2 separate regions of the Mus musculus genome follow, and region 2 is linked to region 1. Evidence: chromatin contacts called from public HiChIP or PLAC-seq data. All regions are on one chromosome and are shown on one strand. The core of a region is the stretch at or near the end of the contact, and the rest is flanking DNA. Distances in the headings are between cores, read along the strand shown.

What was found. HiChIP or PLAC-seq counts read pairs in DNA pulled down with a chosen protein or histone mark.
Region 2: an H3K27ac HiChIP or PLAC-seq map of embryonic stem cells shows a contact between it and region 1, with 3 times the contacts expected there. The contact joins two enhancer-like sites. A contact is called at or near these places in 3 of 115 datasets of contacts at active chromatin or transcription factors (embryonic stem cells and large pre-B cells).

The regions. Positions count from the first base shown.
Region 1 is chr19:57,955,251-57,958,590 of GRCm38.p6, forward strand. All of the region lies in intron 27 of Atrnl1 (attractin like 1), which reads left to right. Among named protein-coding and RNA genes, the nearest start is that of Gm52385, 31 kb to the left of the region's middle. Within about 2 kb of position 1,486, at least 5 of the 459 cell types and tissues checked have an H3K27ac peak or open chromatin away from gene starts, as enhancers often do. A contact at or near this core is called in embryonic stem cells, where this site is marked.
Region 2 is chr19:58,570,048-58,573,780 of GRCm38.p6, forward strand. No RefSeq gene overlaps it. Among named protein-coding and RNA genes, the nearest start is that of 1810007D17Rik, 34 kb to the right of the region's middle. Within about 2 kb of position 2,359, at least 7 of the 459 cell types and tissues checked have an H3K27ac peak or open chromatin away from gene starts, as enhancers often do. A contact at or near this core is called in embryonic stem cells, where this site is marked.

The DNA.
Region 1 (3,340 bases), core at 236-2,735:
ACTTGTTTGTAGGCCTGAAAAGGAAACATGAGTGTCAGAGATGGAATGTCTGCCTCTAAGTGTACTTTGTTTGTGGATACTTGCCTGGGACTATTTAAATCTATTAAAACTATAAAGTTTCATAGATTTGAGAGAAACAATACTAAATGAAAAAGTTAAAATTAATACGTGAACAGATGTAAATATGAATGGATGAGCTCATGGGTTTCTAGCTTAGAGAAAACAGACCTCCAAATTGAGAAAGCATGGAGTTTTTTAAGATGCGTTTGTTCAGACTCCACTAGGACCTCAACTGTAGGGAGGAGTAAAGTGTAGAAGGATACTAAGAGGTAGTGCTCCTCCCTGTGCCAGAAGGCCTCACAGATTGCAGAGGGATTCCTATGTCGGCTCACTGTGTTAGATGTCTCCTTCACTGGCAATTGTAAAGGAAAGCATCGTGGTATTGGAAGCATATGGCAAGGACTAGTGTTGATTTCCTGATACACGGAAGGTAGAGAGATGATGATGATGGTGATGATGATGGTGGTGGTGGTGGTGGTGATGATAATGATGGTGGTCAGTCTACAGGATCTTTCTCTAAAAACCCTGTAACATACATCCAGAAATATGCCTTATGTAGGCAACGTAGATCTTTCTCTTAAGCAAACAAAGAAAAACCCATGGTTTGTTCTATGATAAATTTATGCCTATAATCTACAAAGTGCTTGGCTTTTAAGAATCATATATCAATTGTTCAAAGGACTTGGAAATTGGTTTCACTATGACATTTGCATTTAATGTACTTCAATCATATTCAGCCCTGTACTTTGTCCCCTCCCCCTCTGCTTTCTCTATCCCTGACATTTCACTCTTTCTTTTGTTGATTTCCACTTTCTGTCTACATAATGAGGCAAAGTCTTGTCTCTTTGAGTCTGGCTTTACTTTTCTGAATGTGGGTCACTTGCAGCCATACCCATTTTCTGATTCCAGTGAAATGACTTCATTTCCCTGATGGCCAAATAATTCTCCTTGGTGTGTATAGACCATGTTTTCTTTATATGTTCACCTGCTGATGGATTCCTGCCTTGTCCTGTAATTGGCACTTGAACAGCCCAACAACAACAACCACAACAAACTGTCTATGCTATGCAGGTGTCCCTCTGGGAAGGGACGCTGACCAGGACTGATTAAAGAATAGACTCATTGCTTATTTTCCGTTGCTATGATAGAACACTCTGAGACTGAGATAAGCCAGAGAAGAAGAAGGTTTATTCAGGAATTGTGGTTCCAGAGATATCAATAGGAGTCTGTCACTACCAAGGTCGAGAGCACCACAGCGGGCAGGGAGGAATGGCCCTGGAGCAGCAGAGAGCTCTGGTCTCCACCCACATAAAGGAAGCAGAGGGAAAATTCCTGGAAATTCAGGAGGCTTTGAAAACCTCAAGTCCCGCCCTGAGGGACTATTCAAATGCCAAGACTTCTTAGGACCATCTTATTCAAACACCCAACTCAGGAGGCAGGATCAATCTGTTTCAGAGATTCCACAGAGGCTGGACCTATTTCCTTCCAAAAGAGAGTGAAAGGTGCTGCCTTTCCCCTGCACCACCCCCAGAACCTGCTGCTTTGTTGTTGTAGAAGTTGATGTTGCCTTTCTGCCTGGGGACTCCAGTACAGCTATGGTTTGCATTTCCCTAAGGACTAAAGGGATCACTCTGTTTTGTTTTTTGTACACATTTGTTGCAGCTTGTGCTTCTGCATCTGCAGTCTCTTGTTTCCCTGACCCACTTGCTGGTTGTTACTTGCCTTGCATTGGTTACATTTTTACTTCTTGTGTGTTGGATTCCATTCTGTAGACAGGTAGGTGCTTTCTTCATTCTGCCGTCCGACTCTTCACCCCCATCTTAATTTTTTAAATATTTTATAATCTTTTTAGCTTGATGCGATTCCATTTGATATTTCCTGCCTGTGTGCCTGGCCCAGGAGTTCTGGTCAGAGCACTGCTTCTGCCTAGCTCTTGAGGTTGTCCCCTCATGCTTTCTTCTGAGAGTTTCAAAGTTTTGTGTCTTATAAGAAGGCTTATCCATTCTGAGGCAGGTGTGTGTGTGTGTGTGTGTGTGTGTGTGTGTGTGTGTGTAGTTGTGATCACTGTGCAAGCATGTGCAGAGACCAGAGGTAGACATTCTATGTCTTCTCCTACAGTCCACCATAGTTTTGTAGACAGGGTCTCTCACTGAAGCTACATCTTTCATTTTGGCTAGACTATAAGCTCTCAGGGATCTACATCTCAGCCCTGCCCAAATGCTCAGGGTACAGGAACAAGCCCCATTCAACCAAAATAGGCTTCCTATCACAGTCCCACAGTGCAGGGTATCTGATCTTGGTCCTCACGTTTATGCAGTAGGCGCTTTACCTCCTGAGGCATTTCTGCATCCCCCGGAGAGAATTGTCTTCAGGTGAGAGATACAGATATAGTTTTAGCTTTGAATGTGCCTGCCTAGATAATGTGATAAGAAAAAGCCAATTAAAGATGAAAACCAAATTGAGCAGTTACACTTGTTATTATGGAGATCATTATAGACTGTGAACAATACATGTTCATTTGCCGTCACTAAGACACCCATGGTTCCCACACGGAAATCATCCTTAGCAGAGTTGAAGTAGTTAGATGTACCTACTTTTAAAGGAGCTTTGGTGTACTTTACAGTTGTGTGCATGTAAATGATTGCAAGCACTCAACCAATGTTGATTTTTCCAATACATAGACAAGGAAATGATATATTTATCCAAACCAATGTTTTTGTCTTAGTGTTTTACTGCTGTGAAGAGACACCATGACCAAGGCAACTCTTAATAAGGACAACATTTAATTGGGGCTGGCTTACAGGTTCAGAGGTTCATTCTATTATCATCAAGGCAGGAACATGGCAACATCCAGGCAGAGATGGTGCAGAAGGAGCTGAGAGTTCTACATCTTCATCTGAAGGCCTCTAGTGGAAGGCTGACCTCCAGGCAGCTAGAATAAGGGTCTTAAAGCCCACACCCACAGTGAAACACCTACTCCAACAGCCAACAGGGCCACACCTTCTAACAGTGCCACTCCCTGGGCCAAGCATGTACAAACAGTCACAGTTGGCAATTAGTTTTCACTCCTTTGTGCTGTCTATCCAGTGCCACTGTTATTATCATACACAGAGCATACCATGAAGTTAGTAACATTTAATGTGTCACTGTGTAAGTGAATACTTACAGGTATGATTCATAAATTTCAACATGTCTGCTTATCAAAGAACACATCTTAAAGTTACAGCCAGAAAATAATTTCAATCAGACCTTCTAGCATTAATTAAGTACATTTATGTCT
Region 2 (3,733 bases), core at 1,109-3,608, 620 kb after region 1:
GATTGGGGCTTGCTCCAGCGACCCAGTAGAGAACTCTACAAGGGATGGAAAATTGAGCCACATTCCCAGAGTAAGGTGCCCCAGCACAGAGCCCCAAACTCCATAATTCTGTGACTACCAGTCAAGTAGACAATGTCCTAAGCTTATGGCATTCTGGCTAGACTCCACCCCCATATACTATACTATATACTATACTATAGCCAGGTATGCTCTTCCCCACAGTTTGTTACCTGGTAACAGCAAGATAGCCCAGCCCACTCACTATAAGAGGGGCTGCTTTGCCCCTCCTCACTCTTTAAGCCCTCACCTTTCTTACTCTCCAGCCCTCCTTCTCTCTTTTTTCCCCCCAACCCCAATGTGGCCATGACCAGCCTCTCTCTCCTGCCTTTCTACAATAAAGCTCTAAAACCATAGACTATCTCTGCTCATCAAGGCCAGAACGATGGGATAGGCTTTCTCCTAATGAGTCACGTCTAACCTCCTGCCAGAAGGCCAGACCAAGGACTCTCACCTGCGTGGGAACCATCCAGTGCCCCCTATCCCCCTGCCCTCTCCTGCCTTCGGCCCCCAAGCGTGCGGCAGTTTCTGCATCCACCTGCCCAGAGCACTGGAACTCTGGCAGGATGCGGGTTTTCTCCCACTCCCCTTTATTCCCCAGCACCCACGGCCCCACATACTATCTTGTAGTGAAAGGATGGAAAAGGTATTCTAAGCCAATGGATGTAGGAGCACACAGATTCCGGTATGAGACAAACTAGACTTCACAGAAGGATTAGTGAGAAAAGATGAAGATGGCCACTTCATACTGGTTCAGGGCACATAAATATTCTAAATATATGCTCCCAGCACAGGTACATCCAATTTCATTATGAAGAACTCCTAAAGATAAACTCACAAGCCTAGCACAACAGTAGTGGGTGACTGCAATACCCGACTTCCACTGATTGACAGGTCATCCCAACAAAAACCAAACAGAATTGGCGGAATTAAATGATATCATACATTGAGTGGATTTTTTAATTGAACATTTTAATCATGTTTAAGTACAGTATATTTACATCGTTGTGTAGCTATAATTGGTAAATAGTAATTTAGTAAGTGAATTACCAAACTGGATGGCAATTCTGTATTTTTTTTAATGAAGGTCCTGCTGATTTCCATAGCAACAGCATTATTTTACATTCCTACCAGCATTTCCCATTTTCACCAACACTTGCTATCTTCTGTTTTTGCAAACAGCCATCACAATTGTTGTGCTCAGTAGGTTTTGACAAATACAAACATTTGACCATAATGTCCTTGAACATCGGTCACCATAGGAAAGTTTCCCAGTGCCCTCATTTGCCCTTCTGCCTGTCCAGTCAGTTTCTGATCCTGCAGCACCAAGGCTTAGGTCTCTTTAACTGCTTGTTTTGTTCCATATCATATTTGTACCACATCACAATGTCTTTTTCCTTTTAAGATTATTTTTAATTACATGTGTGAGTGCAGGTGCCCTTGAAGGCTGGAGGCACCAGATCTTCTCCTTGGATCTGGAGGTGCAGAGGGTTGTGAGATGCTCAGTGTGGTGCTGGGAATTGAACTCAGGTCCTCTGTGAGAGCAGTACACGCTCTTAGCTAGTGCACCATCCCTCTAGTCCCCTCCATAGTATTTGGACTACAGGAGAGTTAATCTTGATCTTAGGCAATGGGACTCTACCAATTTAACCTTTGTCAGGACTGCCTTGCTTTTCTGGTTCTTTGCAATTCCTTTTAAAATTTAAAGTCACTCATCTTAACATCTGAAAGGGGATTTCACTGAGTCCATATGCTAAGTTGGAGACCCGCTGATTCTGAAATATGGCTTTCTCTCTTCTTAGCTGCATTAGGACTAAGTAGCTTTTCAGGCTTTTCTTTTCAGACTTTTCTTGTGTATTTTTGTAAGATACAAGGAAGATATTTTTAAAAGTATTTTATGTGCTTTATAGCTTTTAACTTAGTATCTCTTTAAACTTCATTATGTAATTATTCACTGCAAGTGTAAATGTAATTTGTAACATTGTTGTGTATCTTGCTGAGTTTGCATCTTAGTTCTACTGAGTTCTAAGAGTCTATAGGATTTTACAAACTAGCATCTGTTAATATTTTTCAACTTAGACGCCTTTTTTTTTCTTTTTGTCTTATTGCACACTGTGTGATACAAATAACGAGTGAATGTGAGCTCAGATATCCTTGCCCTGATTCTGTCCTATGGGAAAAGAATTTAATGTTTGGTTATTAAGTGTAATGTTGGCTGTAGCTTGCTCTGCAGTGCCCTTTATCAGACTGAGGAAGCTCCAGGGTCTTTCCTGTGTGCTCTATATTAGCATTCTACTGATGTGTATCCGGCCTCTGACTGGTGGCCAGCAAGAGTCTAGGTTCTCCCAAGCAGTAACCAGGACCTGCCCTACCTAACTTCCAAGACCAGGATATTCGGGGTTAAATGAGAGTAGTAGATCAGACACTCATCTACACAATAAAGCAAAAACAGAACAAAAGAAAAGCCCAGTGTCAAAGCCCTCAGACTCTACAGTGATTCTAATCTCGAGTGAAGCCCTTTGTGGCTTCGGTACCACCGAGTTTGCTGGGGTAGACATTTTTTCATTTGACCAATCCAGAGCAGAGCCACTTGTCTTTCTTTCCTGGACAGACTTTTAAGATGGGACATGACAGTCGAAGTCTGTGGAGTGCTGGGGTCACTGACAGTGACCAGTGCGATGACTTTGGCTGAGTGACTGATGGAGATAATCGGGTGAGTAGCTCAAATAATCTCTGATTTCACAAACTGCCCATTATTAACCAAAACAAGCTGTTTGTTCTCTCAGGCTCAGCTCAGAAGCTGCCTTGTCCAGCAATCTGTCAGCTGTGAGTAACTACAAGTATGACTGTTGTATAAACGTCTGTGCCGGTGGCTCAGGGCCAGAGACAGTGGTTTTACTTTCCACACCTTTGGATTGCGTTCTTGTGAGCCATTGTGGACATCAGGAGGTATGCATGACACTGGCGGATCTCTGTCAGCTTATCATTTTATTTTATTTTATTTTATTTTATTCCCTGTAACTCTTGATTAGCAGGACGGTCTGAACATTGTCCTTGCTTGATCCTTGCTGTCTCAGACTGATGGCTGACTCCTTGTGAGTAAAGCTGAATTCCCTTTGACTCCTGTTCACCCAACCATAGCCCCACTGCTCACCATGCTCAGCTGCTCTCACTAAACCTGTCACTACTGCTTCTCTCTGTGCACAAGCCAAAAACACACACTCTTCCATTAGGACAGAAAGCAGCTTAGAATGTACATGCATCGTAGATGTCATGTATGCCTAATGATTTATTTAATAGGATAAGTTCCAAAGCTGCCCCGTGTCTGGTTTGCTCCTGATGTGCTCTGAACCATCCTTAGCCATCTTGGATCTTGTACTGGCCAGTACTCTGACCCTGAGAGAAAGAATCTACTGTTGACTGATGCCCACGGGCTAGCACACTGCTGGTTGGTCATGGAGAACTACCTCCATTTCCCTCTGCCCTGAGGCCACATATAAGGAAGACATTCTTAAAGCCAGACAGAAAGGATCTTCATATCCAGCCCTGTATGTTATGTTGCTAAATCCTCATCATAAGAGCAGGTGAAGCTTTAGAAGACCATAGCTGGAGTCAGATTCACTTTCCTTGCTTCTGGTGCGCACATTTCCTGTGTTCTGCTGTGGGTGAGGATGCA